2 separate regions of the Sus scrofa genome follow, and region 2 is linked to region 1. The links are chromatin contacts, called in public Hi-C maps. All regions are on one chromosome and are shown on one strand. The core of a region is the stretch at or near the end of the contact, and the rest is flanking DNA. Distances in the headings are between cores, read along the strand shown.

Region 1 (6,743 bases), core at 2,120-4,619:
CATGGAGGCGACGCAAGGACATGACATGAGGTGGTGGAGGAGGACACCCAGAGCCACCTTCTCAGTTGGCTCTTAGCCAACCAGACACCCTGGCTCTTTGGCCACAGCCACCACTGTCCCATTTTTCAGAAAAGGAAACTGAGGCACAGAGTTAATGATGTCACCCACAGAGGGGCAGGAAGGGAACTTGAACCCGGGGCTTCCAATGCCATGGCTTTGGGACAGGACCATGTACTCCATTCAGGTTGCCTCTTGTTGCTGCTCTCAGTCAACCCACATGAGGTGCCAGAACCAAAGCCAGGCCACCCAGAAAGCCCCTTCGTTTGGGGATTTTCTCCAGCAAAGAGTCACTTATTCACAGGCCCAAGGCCAGGTAGACCACAGCCCCTCGGGACAGACACGCCTGAGGTGGGTGACCAAAGTGGGCTCTGGTTGCCTCTGGGCTCACACTGGCATCTTTGAAGCACACTGGCTCCTGATGCTTAGGGGGTGGGCTGGGGAGAGGATGAGGAAAGGGTGCCCTGGAGAGCTCCCAGCCTGGGGTTCTGTAGTAGGGCATGAACCCCAAAGGCCACCTTGAGGCCCTCTGGTGAGAGCTGGGGTCAAGGGCAGGCTTGGAGGCTCTGAGGTTATGGAGACCCCCTCACAAGAAGGGAGACAGTCGGGGTGAGGGGTCAGAGGCAAGGATCTCCCCTCTCAGGCAGGCGTCAGAACAGACCCCTATTCACCCCCCATTCTGACTACAGTCCCAAGCCAGTTGGGGTCCAGAGGCCCTGAGCCCTGATATTTTCTTCTGAGCCCTTTCCAGCTGAGCCAGTTTGGACTCTGGCTCCAAAAAGAACTTACTCCGTAGTCCAGGTAGAGACCCACTGTGGAGCCCCGCCAGGACCTGCCCTGAAAACAGAGACATTCGATGCCCTTGGGTCCAGAATATGTAAAGAACTCTGACAGCTCAATAAGAGGAAAACAAACAACCCAATCAAAAGTGAGCAAAATAGCTGAATGAACATTTCTCCCAAAAAGGTTTATAAGAGGTCAACCAGACCGCAGAAGGATGCTCGGCATCACTGGCCATGAGAGGAGATGCAAGTCAAAACCACAACGAGATGCCCCTTCATGCCCATGGGGATGGCTAGAATCAAGCAGCCAGACAATAAAGACATTAGTGAAGATGTAGAAGGAACTGGAAACTTTCTGTAAAATAGAGCAGCTGCTCCAGAAAACAGCTCTTCAGAAAGTTAAACAGAGTTACTACATGATCCAGCAATTCCACACCTGGGTATCTGCAAAATGAAAAAGAAGTGGAAGCATAGCATTTGCATAGACTTATGCAGGCATATTTATAGTGGCATTATTCACAGCAGCTCCAAAGTAAAAACAACCAAATGTCCGCCAACTCATGAATAGATAAACACAACAGTGGCACTCCACGCAATGGAATATTACTCAGCCATGAAAAGGAGTGGATTCTTTTTTTTTTTTTTTTTTTTTTGTCTTTTTAGGGCTGCACCTGTGGCATATGGAGGTTCCCAGGCTAGGGGTCCAATCGGAGCTATAGCCACCCACCTACACCACAGCCACAACAACACCAGATCTGAGCCATGTCTGCGATCTGTACCACAGCTCATGGCAATGCTGGATCCTTAACCCCCTGAGCAAGGCCAGGGATTGAACCCACAAGCTCATGGTTCCTCGTTGGATTCATTAACAACTGAGCCATGACGGAAACTCCAAAAAAAGGAGCGCATTCTGATACTTGCTACAATATGGATGAACCTCAAAAAAGCATGCTAAGTGAAAAAAGCCAATCACAAAAGACCATGTACAAAGAGTTCCCACTGTGGCACAGTGGAGTTGGCAGCATCTCTATAGGCAGGATGCAGGTTCGATCCCCGGCCTGGCACAGTGGCTGAAGGATTCAGCACTGCTACAGCTGCAGCATAGGTTGCAACTGTGGCTTGGATCTGCTCTTTGGCCCAGGAACTCCATCTGCCATGGGTGTCGTGGAAAAAGAAAAAAGGGGGACAAACCCCACATACAGTATGATTCTGTTTATATAAAACAGCCAGAAAAGGTAAACCTAGAGAAGCACAAAGCAGCTGGGTGCCTGTCTGGATCTGAGGGTCGGCGGGGGAATGGCAGCAAGTGGGCAGAGGCTTCCTTTCCGGGATGAAAATGTAAACTGAGATTGTGATGAGGATGGCCCAGCTGTGAACTGACCAAAATTCATAGAATTGTGCACTTCAAACAAATGAATATTTGGGGAATGTTAAGTACACCTCGAGGAAGCTGTTAACGAGAAGGCCTCCTGGACCCAGAGAGGTAAGTGAAGGCCCCCCCAACCCTGGGTAGACCCTGCCCGAGGGTGGGACGGCCCCAAGCAGCCTTCTTCATCTGTAAAGCAGATACAGGGACTGCCAGGGGGGTGGCTGTGCCCACGTGTACCCCCTCCAGGCCATCTAGCTGAGGACAGACCCCAGGAGGGAGGAGGCAGGGGGGCCAAGGGAAGGAGCACTGCTATTTGGGGCATCAGCTCCTTCTCCTGCCTCCGAGTGAACCAGCCAGAAGGCTTGGGCAACATGAACTTACGTAGGTGCCAACTGAGACAATGGACCTGGGACCAGTCCCTACCGACCCCTACTGTCCCCCAGGGTCAGGGACACCATCGGAACTCCAGCCCTAGGCTCTCTGGGCAGAACAGGAGCCCTCTCCCCATGAGATGCCCCACCAGGGCTCGAGACCAAGGGGGCACTGGCAGTGTAGACGGGTGGTTATGAGCACAGGCTCTGGGCTCGGACAGCCTGGTTCAAATCCCAGCTTGGTCACTAGGTAGCTGTTTCATACCCAGCCAGTTTCATCACCTCTCAGAGCCTCAGCTTCCTTATCCCAGAACTGGCCATCGTGTGCCAGTGCCCGCATCGGGGACTCTGGCAGGAGTTAGAGCAGAGGACACAGAACGTTCTGAGAGCGTCATCCTCTGTTTGCTGTGACCTCCTCCTGAGCAAGCTCTCACATCGAAGGCGGGGCTGGACAGGTGGGAAGAGACCAACAGGACTGTGCAGCCCATTAGACTGGAGAGCTTGTCCTTTGCACCCCAGAACCTCGAACAGAGGAGGAAGGATGGAGAAGCGGATCAGAACCCTCCTGGAAAGCGGCACAGCTGCTGTGGAACAGTCAGGTGGTTCCTCCCACAGCGGGACACAGCGTGACCCTGTGACCCAGCAGTTGCCCTCTTGCGTACGTACCTAAGAGAACGGACGACTTAGCCCCAACGCAAAAACTCATACACATGTTTGTAGCAGCGCCATTCACGGGAGCCGAAGAGCGGAAACCACCCAGATGTCCATCAACGACTGAACGAGCCAAATGGAATGTGTCCAGACGATGGAGGATCATCCACCATCAAAAGTCCCGACACGGGCCAGGACACGGACGAACCTTGAAAACGCGAAACGCAGCCAGAAACAAAAGGTCACGTAGTCCATGATTTCATTCATATCAAAGTCCAACTCGGGACATGCAAGAAACAGAAAGCAGATGGTGGGGTCTGGAGCTCCAGAGAGGGCGGAGGGGAGGGCGGAGAGCTAATGGGTACCAGGTTTCTTTCTGAGAGGTTGAAAACGTTCTAAAATTGACACTAGGGATGGTTGCACCTGTCTGTAAACACACTAAAACTCCCTGGATGGCACCTGCCAATGGCTGAAACGTATGGTGCGTGATCTATATTTGAATACGACTGTTTAAAACAGGAAAGAATCTCAGTTTGGACATCGAAGGATCTTCAGGCCCACTGGGTCCAACTGTGTCCCCACAGATAAGGTCACTCAGGGCTTCCTGGCACCCGCTGACCCAAAGGAAGGGTGTGGCGGGGCGGGCACTTAGCCTGGGCAGGGGGAGGCAGGGGCACAGGAACAGGGCACATCTCTTGCTTGACTATGGTGAGCTCTATGCGGACCCCTGGCCCCCACCTGACCCCGATCCTTTGAGGAGCCCAGGGTCCTTCTTCTCTGCCGAGATAAAGGGGTGGTGGGGGAAGTCGTTTTGACATCTGCTCTGGGCCACTCCGCTCAGAGGCCCGAGGCTGTCTTCTCTCTGCTCTCCCTCTCCCCAGGGTCCAGAGAGCCTCCTGGGCTTTGGAAGAGGTGCTCTGGGATTGGATGGCTGTTCTCGGCTGCTCCCCCAGCTCCTCAAGGGCCCCCAGCGCACTGAGATGATCCCGTGAACCCCAGGACACACACCGAGGCTGTGGCCAAGGGGTGAGAAGGAGGCGTGGGCTCGAAGATCACGTCCCCACAAATGGGTACATGCTTTTACTGGGGCCTAGATCTTTCCAGAGGAACAGGGAGGCCCTGGGTGGAGGATGGGAGGGGGAGGACCTAAGGGTACAGGGTGGAGTCACCCCGGGGGCAGAGAGAGGGCAGCAGGGGAGGGAGAGGTCTCGGGAGCCACCAGAATTGCCCTCAGCTCTGAATCTAAGAGCCCAGAGAGGGTCCCAGGAAACGCTCTAAGCCACCCTCTAAGCTGCCCCTCCCAGCCCTGGATCCATCACCAACCAGAGGCACCAGCCACCCAGTGGCTCTAGAGCCTTCGGTGGCTCCCCAGCACCTCAAACCTCATCTCCACCCCTGCCTTAGGGGCTTGGTCCTGGACCCAGTCCTCTGAGGCCTCCTTGGTTTGCTACAGGCTTTTCCCAGCTGCCTCTCCCCTGCTTCCCCGAGTAAATTCTATTCAATTTTCAAAACTTCCCTCCAACCCCCACAGCAGTCACCCCTGACAGCCTGCAGGAACACTTTTCCTCATCTTTGTTCTATGCAGATGTGAAAGGCAAACTACAAACTGAAAACTATTCACAATGTTTGATAAAAATGCTATTATAGCTTATTTTATTTGTTGTCTTTTTAGGGCCACACTTGTGGCATATTAAGTTCCAAAGCTAGGGGTCCAATCAGAGCTACAGCTGCGACCTACACCACAGCTCATGGCCACACCAGATCCTTAACCTATCGAGCGAGGCCAGGGATCGATCCTGCATCCTCATGGATACTAGTCAGGTTTGTTACCACTGAGCCATGGTAGGAACTCCTTGTTGTTTATATTTTAAGCAAAAAAGAAAAAACAAAAAACAAGGCCTATAATGGTGAATATAGCACGCTTTTGTATTAGACAAGAAGAAATAAGAATATCTATATCTACCTTTTTTGGGTTTTTTTTTTTGTTTGTATTTTTTATGCCTGTACCCACAGCATATAAAAGTTCTCAGGCAGGAATTGAACTCTCACCTCCACAGTGACCCAAGTTGCTGCAGTTAGGTTCTTAACTCACCACGCCACAGTGGGAATTCCCTGTTATATTTATTTTTGCAAAAAGAAAGGAAAATGAACAGAAACTGGTGAAAATGGTCACGCAAAGGAAGCTGGTTGGGATTGGAGTAGAGCGGGGAGGGATGTGAGTGGCATCCCTGACCTCATTTTATTTGTGTGTTGTTTTATTCTCTGTAAATGAGATAAGAGGAAAAGAAAGCAACCCCCCAATATGAATCCAAAACAGAAACAAGTGAACCCAAGTGTCTATCAGATTGATAACCACACTGAGAAGAGTATTTCTCAGAACTTTTGAACACAGTGATCGGACTGCACTTCCTCAGAGTGATACATTCTAAGGACAAAAAGAAATGTGAAGGAATCTTAAACAGCACCCATGGGTTTTTTAAAAATTGAAGTGAAATTCACAAAACATAAAACTAACCCATTGAAAGCTTACAAGTCAACGGCATTTAGTACATTCACAATGGTATGCAACCATTGCTGTTATCTAGTTCTAAAACATTTTCATTTCTCCCCTCCAATAAAATCCCCAAACCATTAAGCAGTCATTCCTCGTTCCCCTCTCCCCATTAATCTTTCCATCTCCTGTAGGTTTATTTTAGAAGTCATTGCTATTACAATTTTGGAAATATGCTATACTTATTGTAGGATAAAGCAAAGGATAAATATGAATGTTATTAGATTTTCGGTGTAAGAGAAAAGAATTATAGATATAATGTCAAAGTAGTTCAAACGAATAGGTATTTGTACACACATGTTCATAGCAGCATTACTCACAATAACCAAACGGTAGAAACAAGTCATAGCTCCACAAACTGATAAATGGATAAGCAAAATGTGGTATAAATATACAATGGAATATTATGCTGTCTTGAAAAAGGTGGCAATTCTGACACATGCTACAATTTGCATGAACCTTGAAAACATTACGTTAATTGAAAGAAAAACAGTCACAGACATTCCCTTGTGGCACAGATGGTTAAGGATTCAGCATCACAGCAGCTGTGGCACAGGTTCAATCCCTGACCTGAGAACTTCCACCAAAAAAAAAAGGAAGGAAAGAACCAGTCCCAAAAGTATGAATATTATATGATTTCATTTATATGATGTATGTAGAGTAGTCACATGCCTAGAAAGGAGACTGGTGGTTACCAGGAGCTGGGAAGGAAAGGTAATGGGGATTTTTTTTTTTTTTTTGGCCACACCCATGACATATGGAAGTTCCTATACCACAGTAGCATCCCAAGCCACTGCAGTGACAACAAAGGATCCTTAACCCACTGTGCCACAAGGAGATTCTGGGGAGTTATTTTTTAATGAGTGTATCATTTCAGTTTGGGATGATAAAAACTGTGTGATAAGGGATGGTGGGTGATAGCTGCAAAACAATGTGAAGGTACTTAATGTCCCTGAATTGTT
Region 2 (6,743 bases), core at 1,660-4,159, 70 kb before region 1:
TACCGTGCGTGGTGGGTGTAGGTGCAGATATGGGTCAGATCTGGCGTGGCTGTGGTGTAGGCCAGCAGCTGCAGCCCCAGTTCAACCCCTGGCCTGGAAACTTCCATATGCTGCAAGTGCAGCCTTAAAAAGAAAAAAAAAAAAAAAATAGAATGTACCCTATGTAAATCCTGCCACTGTCCCACGTCTAGCCTAACTGCACTGCTGTGACTGCGTTCCTATTTGTGTGTATCTGGTTTTTAAGGGTACACATTTATTCCATGCAGATGTTAAAAACCTATTGTATAATCATTTTTGCATTCCTGCTTTGGAAGGTGTTCATTTTCAACATTCTAGGCGTCTCAGGAGATGGCAGTGACCGGGTGTTGGCGAGGTCCTCTGGTCTCCATCCTGAAAGCCCTGAGCAAAACCTACAGAGAAGCAAGGTGAGGCCAGCACCCATGCTCGTGCCTCTCTCTCTCTCTCTCCCTCTCTCTCTCCCTCTCTCTCTCCCTCTCTCTCTCCCTCCCTCTCTCCCTCCCTCTCTCTCTCTCTCTCTCTGGGCCTGGGAGCCAGGAGTCCAGGCCTTTCCCGGAGGCTCCTTCTGCCAGGTTCTGGCCTGGGGGCTCGGCCCTCTCCCCGGGGCCAGATACCTGGGTGCGGGTGGGGCTCCTTCCTGGGAGAAGGCCAGGGTGGGCCTCTGGGGCTTCTGGCCGAGGAGTGGGCTGTTTTCCAGAGTCTGGCGATGCTTCCGTAGCGTCACTGGATTTCAGGCCCGCCGCTAGCTTGAGTCACGGGAAGCTGAGCCAGGACGGGCAAGGGCAGGCCTCGAAGGGATCAGAGGGACGCATTTTAGGGCACTTTTAAAGTTCAAGGTAAAGGCAGGGCCTTGCTGCCATGGGTCCTGTGGGTCCCAGCAGAGCCTGTTTTTGCCTTTTGCACCCAGCTCCTGGGGGTGAGGAGGGGAGCTTCCAGAATCCCAGGGCTCCACACACAGATGTGGGTGGAGGGGCAGCTCCTGCAAGACTCTGAGCCAGGCCGCTGCTCCGCCAGCTCCCCAGAGGGGCCGGCTTCGGATGGGCTACACCTGCCTGGACTCCACCCCTCTTGCTGGCCCAGTTTTTTTCCTCCGTCCAGGTGATAACACCCAGCACCGCCAACTTTCTGGTGAACGAGCTCAGAGGCCCTTCTCAGTCGGATGTCAACATTCGAAGAAGAGCCCCATTCTTGGTTTTTAACTTTACCTATGAATTTGGCCAACTGGTTTCCTCCCCCCAAGAACGAGAGCAACAAGAGAAGAAATCCGAAACATACCTGAAGCTGTAGGAAGATCAGAGCAACGAGGACAAAGAAGCAAAGGGACACTTAACAGAAACATCTTTCGACGAGGGAACAGAACAGTATGTCAACAGGATGTCAGACTGACCATTTCTGGTGTTTGTCGGTTTTACAGCCAGAAACGGAGTGACTTTCCACCTTGGGTATAGACGGAAAAGCACTGAAATGTCCCCTCCCTACTCCAAGTGATTGGAAATATTAAGGCTCCTATAAAAGTCACATAATTAATTTCCAATGGAGTAGGTATTAAGCCAAAGTCTGTAAATATGCTCAGGAAGCCCATTTTCCCAGTATTTTTAAGTTCTTTTTTTCTACTTCCTAGGAAGCTTTTGCTATGTTCTGTCAACATACTTAAAACTGCAACTTCTAACCACAAAATAAGAAAAAGAATATACAGGAGAAAAAAATTTAGATGGCCAAAACCTCCTCCATAGACTGTGTCTCATTTAATCCCCCTAAACGTCCATTAAGGCAGAGATTATAACTCCCACTTTACAGGTGAGGAAACTGGGGCCAGGGAGGCTCAACAGGGCCCAGGGACTTGCAGCTGTTGGGAAGTGGCAGGAGGCCCATTCCCTTTGGCTCTACCCACAAGAGGGGACAGAGGAGACGATGAAGCCTTGATGGCGGCAGCAGGGTGGGACCAGGTGGGGTGTCCTCGCCCAGCCGCAGCCTCGTGGTGCCCTGACCCCAGGCAGCGGGGCTCTAGAGCTCATGCCCCAGACCATGAGAGCAGCGTGGTAATTCCCTGCTAATGTGGGTCTCTCTGAGATGATGAGTTCCTTAAGGGGAAGGACCTGTCCTGTTTGCCACGGTGGCCACAGTGTCAGCTCTGTGCCTGGCACACAGGAGGCAAGCAAGCATCAGTTCAATGAACCACTGACCTCTAAGCTTCGGAGGTAAGGTAATGGGTTGAGTTCCATTAAGAGAGCAATTGCAGGGAGTTCCCATGTGGTGCAGTGGGTTAAGGCCCTGGCATGGTCACTGAAGGGGCTCAGGTTGCTGCTGTGGCACAGGTTCAGTCCCTGGCCCAGGAACATCCACATGCTGATGGCGCAGCCAAAAAAAAAAGTAATTCCATGTGCTAGGCACATAGTAGGTCCTCAAGAGGAAATGGGGTTGATGATTAGCAATGATCCAATGATCAGTCCTTTGCCTTAAGAGGGGGCTGACCTAGCCCCCCTTTGCACCTCTAGGCTGCTATTGGAGAAACCATGGTGGGGGGGCAGTCCCCCAGCCCAAACTGAGCCCAGAGGCCCCCCGACCACAGATTTCCTTGCCTCTCCTTGAGCATGGCCCTCCAGACTTCTGGAATTGGGGCCCAAGAGGGAAAAGAGACATAAGCCACAAAGCCAGTGGGTCTAAGTCCAGTTTGGTGGCTGCAAACCAGGACACCCCTCCCAGGGACGTGGGGGCAAAGTGGGAGTGCAGCTGGAGCAGAAGGAGAGGAGGGGGCTGTGTGGCTCATCTCCTCTGGCTGGGGTCCCTAGGACCCCCGCTGACGGCATCAGAAGCGCCCACTGGGCTGAGGGATGTGCTTTCTGAGTGTGACACCCATTGGCCAACAGAGGACAGCAAATACATTTTTTATGATCCTGGGAGGCTGAGTCCAGTCACATTTACTTGAAAAGAGGCCTGGCGGTTCTAGGGGACTAGTCATGTCTCAGTTATGTGGATCCTCTTCGGGATCCTCATCAACACTTCTGGGATGATCTGGGGGTTCTGGGAAAAGGGTGCGGTGGGGGGCAGATTTCCGAGAGGTCACTGGGTTGTGAGGGATCGTCACCCTAACTGTTGGAACCTTAGGTAGTTTGGGGAGGGGGGAGTGGCTTATAGGGGGAGGGGAGCGGGTGTCAGCACCAGGGGTCAGATCTTTGGGGGGTAGCGAGGGTACGCTCATGCCCCACCCCCACTCCCCAATTTCCAGCCTATCTCCCAGAGCCCGGCACTGTGAAAGTGGAAACAGGGGGGCTTTGGAATGGCGAAGGGGAAGCACAACTTTATTTTTTGGCCTGAAGGTGGGTTGGTATTTTGGGGGAGTTCTTGGGATCAGAACACGCCCATCCCATGTCAAACTTGGGGCTTCTAGGGGACTCCGGTGATGCCAGAGGTGGTAAGGGGCCACCAAGGGGGTAGGTGGCCAGGTGTGGGAGCCAGCGTTGCTGCAGCCCCTACTTCTACGGTGGGTCGGGGGAGTGTGAAAAATCGGAGGAAGGGCTCAAAGCGCCGACTGGCACGGAGTGTTCCCGAAAGGAGGAGGGGGGGCGAGTCTGAATTTTAAGTAGATGTGTCCCCATTCAGACGCCCCTGGCTGAGGAATCCCGGGAGCGCATTTGGAGGAATCCTACCCGCCCCCCAGGAGGGAGGCCCAGCCTAGGCTCCCTCCTCCGGGCCACGGGGGTACTGGAGGTGGGGAACCTCCCCTCTCCCCGTGCCCCCCAGTTTGGAGAACCCCAGGCTCTGCCCCCACAGGTCCAGGCTGACGTCGCCGCCGCATTTCTAGGAATGCCCCTATCCGCTGACTATATTTGGCGAGGGTTTCTAGGAAGGCCCCCCCCCGCCCCCGGCCCCCGCCCCAGCCCCCACCCGGGGCAGGCGGGCGCGCTCGGCTTCCAGGCTCTCGCCCTCTCTCCCGGGCCGGGGAGGAGCCGCCCCGCCGCCTGGGCCGCCGCCGCCGCGCCGCCGCCTCCCCAGCGCGACCAACCCCGGGCTGACCCAGCCCCCGCCCCGGGCCGGCCATAGGGCGTGGGGTGCGGGGAGCGGGAGGGGGGGCCGGGCCGGGTGGGGGGGCGGGGGCGCGGCTTTGTGGCGGCAGCGGACCGTGGAGGCCGGGTGCAGCCCCGTCGGCTCCGCGCTCTCGGCAGGAAAGGCTTTTCTACGCCCCCCGCCCATCACTTGGATCTGCTCTGGGGAGGTGGGGGGATATTTTTCTGAATGTCCCCCCGACACGCACCATGGTGAAGGATTTGAGGCTGGACTCTAATCGAGGCGGAGGCGGCAGGGCCCGCGGGGCGCCCCCAGCCCCGCACACGCCTCCCGGGAGCCCGGGAAGGCGCAGCCCCGGGGGGCCCCCTGCACCCCCGGAGGAGGCAGCGGCGGTGAGTCTCCCCGTTTTTCCTGCATGGCACCCCTCCCCCGGGCCAGGGCAGGAGCCGCGGCAGGTGGGTGCCCAGGCCCCCCGGGGCAGAAGGGGGTGCGGGGCGGCTGCTTGGGGGGGTGGGTGGCAACGCGACCTGGGAGGTGGCGGCGGGGGAAGCGCGCGGCTCTCCCGGGACCCGGCGCTAGACGCTTGTCTGGGAGGGGATCCGCCGCCGCCGCCGCCGCCGCTGCCACCCCCCGAGGCGGCGGAGCTGGGCTCCCTCCACCCCCTCCTCCCTCCTTAGCTCCCGAGAGGGGCGTGTTAGGCGAGGAGGTGGGATGGGGGTGAGGCAGCCCCCCACCTCCCTAATGCCCAGGCTGGGAAATTAACGAGGCGATTTGCAAGCTTGCCACCCCGCCCCCACCCCGGAAAGCCCGTTCGGGAAACTGACTCGCTGCGTGACCCCGATATCAATGCCGTGCGGAGAGCAGGCCGCCCGCACGGCCGTCGGCGCCCGCCGCACCTCGCCACTCCACGTGCGCCCCGGGCCGCGCTGGCACGGGCTGGGGGGCCCGTGCCAGCCTCCCAGGGCCGAGCCCCGGGGGACGTCCCAGAAAGCCGGGAGCACAGTCCCCAGAGAGTTACCACCTCCCCGAAGTAAAGTTGGCAGCCGCTCCCACCAAGGAGCAGGCGGCCATAGCACGTTGGCTTTATTTTGCTGGACAGGAGTTAAAAAAAAAATCTAGGTTCCGGGGTGCGGATCGAGGTGTCAGGGCCCAAGACCTCACCAAGTTGCTCTGGTAAAAGTTAGGAGAAAAAAGAGAAAAGGCATTTTGATTTGAGGGTCGGGGGAGTGGCGTTTCTGGTTTCTCCTGCTTCCAAGCCCCACCGTGGGGAGCGTTGGAATGTGCGGCTCAGATCCTCTGAGGACACATCCATATTTATAATTTATTTTTAGGAGAAGTTGTGAAAAAAGGAGGGGGTTTAAAGTGGGGAGAAAAGGTGTGTGTTGGGGGGTGGCCTTTCCAGAACCCGGAGGCTAATTGAGCTATTAAGATGGAAATCACTTCCCCCAGTCTGGGCAAGCAGCAAATTTGACTTTAATAAGACAATTAAGAGCACAAATAACTAAACTTTAGCAGGATGGGGTGTGTGGGGCTGCTGGAGGCACCCCAGGTACTCCTTTTGCGCTTTGCTAAGGGACATTTTGGACATTCAGCAGCTCAGCCTCTTCTCGGGGAAGATTTCAGGCCCAAGTATGGGTCTGGGGGCCAGGGAGGGAAAAGACACCCCCATGGGATAGGTAGATATGCCTCCCCTTCTCCGCCCTGCAACCCTGGCTTTTGAACAAGATGAACTATCACCCCTGTCATTCTTGCAGGAAAACCCAGCAATGATTCCTTTAATTACCCAGGATTCTCCAAAATCCTGCCTCAAAGGCAGCCTGCCCCGGGCTGTGAGCGGTGGACTGGACACCCTGCTGGAGGAAGGAGGTTTTGGAGGCTGTGGTCCCAGAATCGGGGTTTTGAGGGCGAGATGAGTTTATGTTTTATCCAACTGGCCCACAAAGTCCCGCTTTTGGGGTCATTCTAAACGTCGAGGGATTCAGGTCCCAGCAGCCTCTGAAGGGAGGGGGCACAGAGCTAGCCGCAGTTGAAAAGTCGGTTGGAGAAAGGGGAGGGAGGTTTGCCACTTTTGGTGAAAGTGCAAGGCCCTTTGGGGGATATTCTTGTATGTGTGTGTATATGTTCGCAGTTTGGGAACCTGCTGTTTTCAAGGGCCTTTCTTTGGAAGGCCGAGAAGAGTATGAGAAGGTGAAAGTACTCCCCCCCCCCCGACCCCTAGTAGTTTAATGAGATGTTTGAGTGGACAGGATTTGAAGGGAATGAGCCATCCATGGGTCGTGTCAAACCGTTTGACACCCCCAAAATCAAACACCGCAGAAAGCGTGCATCGGAGTCACATTAGGATTGCCTGCTTGCTCTCACGTGGAATCGCAGTATTTCTTTGCAATGCTTGTCTACCTCGATCTTAGTCATGTTATAAGAAACTCTGGATAATGTGTCTGGATAATCAGGGAATTCTCAAAGGCAAGGCTGGTGGAGGTACAAATGCCCCTCCCAGAACATTAACCTTATTAAGTTGTGTTAATTTACACACACACACACACACACACACACGCCCTTCAGTTGTAACCTGTATAGACATCCACATACCTCAAGTTTATTTATTTGCAAAACTGATTTCAATCAGGTGTTTACAGCAGGACACAGAAAAGTGAACTGTACCTGAAAAACTTTGGACTACAAAGCCCCTGCTAGAAGATTCATGTTGCATAGACATGACA

The links. Hi-C and Micro-C count contacts between places; a contact is called where the count stands out from the background.
Region 2: a Hi-C map of liver shows a contact between it and region 1, with 2.3 times the contacts expected there. A contact is called at or near these places in 1 of 5 promoter capture datasets (liver), 9 of 47 Hi-C or Micro-C datasets (embryonic fibroblasts, fetal skeletal muscle, liver and 2 more) and 1 of 2 datasets of targeted methods (skeletal muscle).

What each region holds. Positions count from the first base shown.
Region 1 is chr3:28,842,552-28,849,294 of Sscrofa11.1, reverse strand. No RefSeq gene overlaps it. Among named protein-coding and RNA genes, the nearest start is that of MIR365-1, 62 kb to the left of the region's middle.
Region 2 is chr3:28,912,332-28,919,074 of Sscrofa11.1, reverse strand. No RefSeq gene overlaps it. Among named protein-coding and RNA genes, the nearest start is that of MIR365-1, 7.5 kb to the right of the region's middle.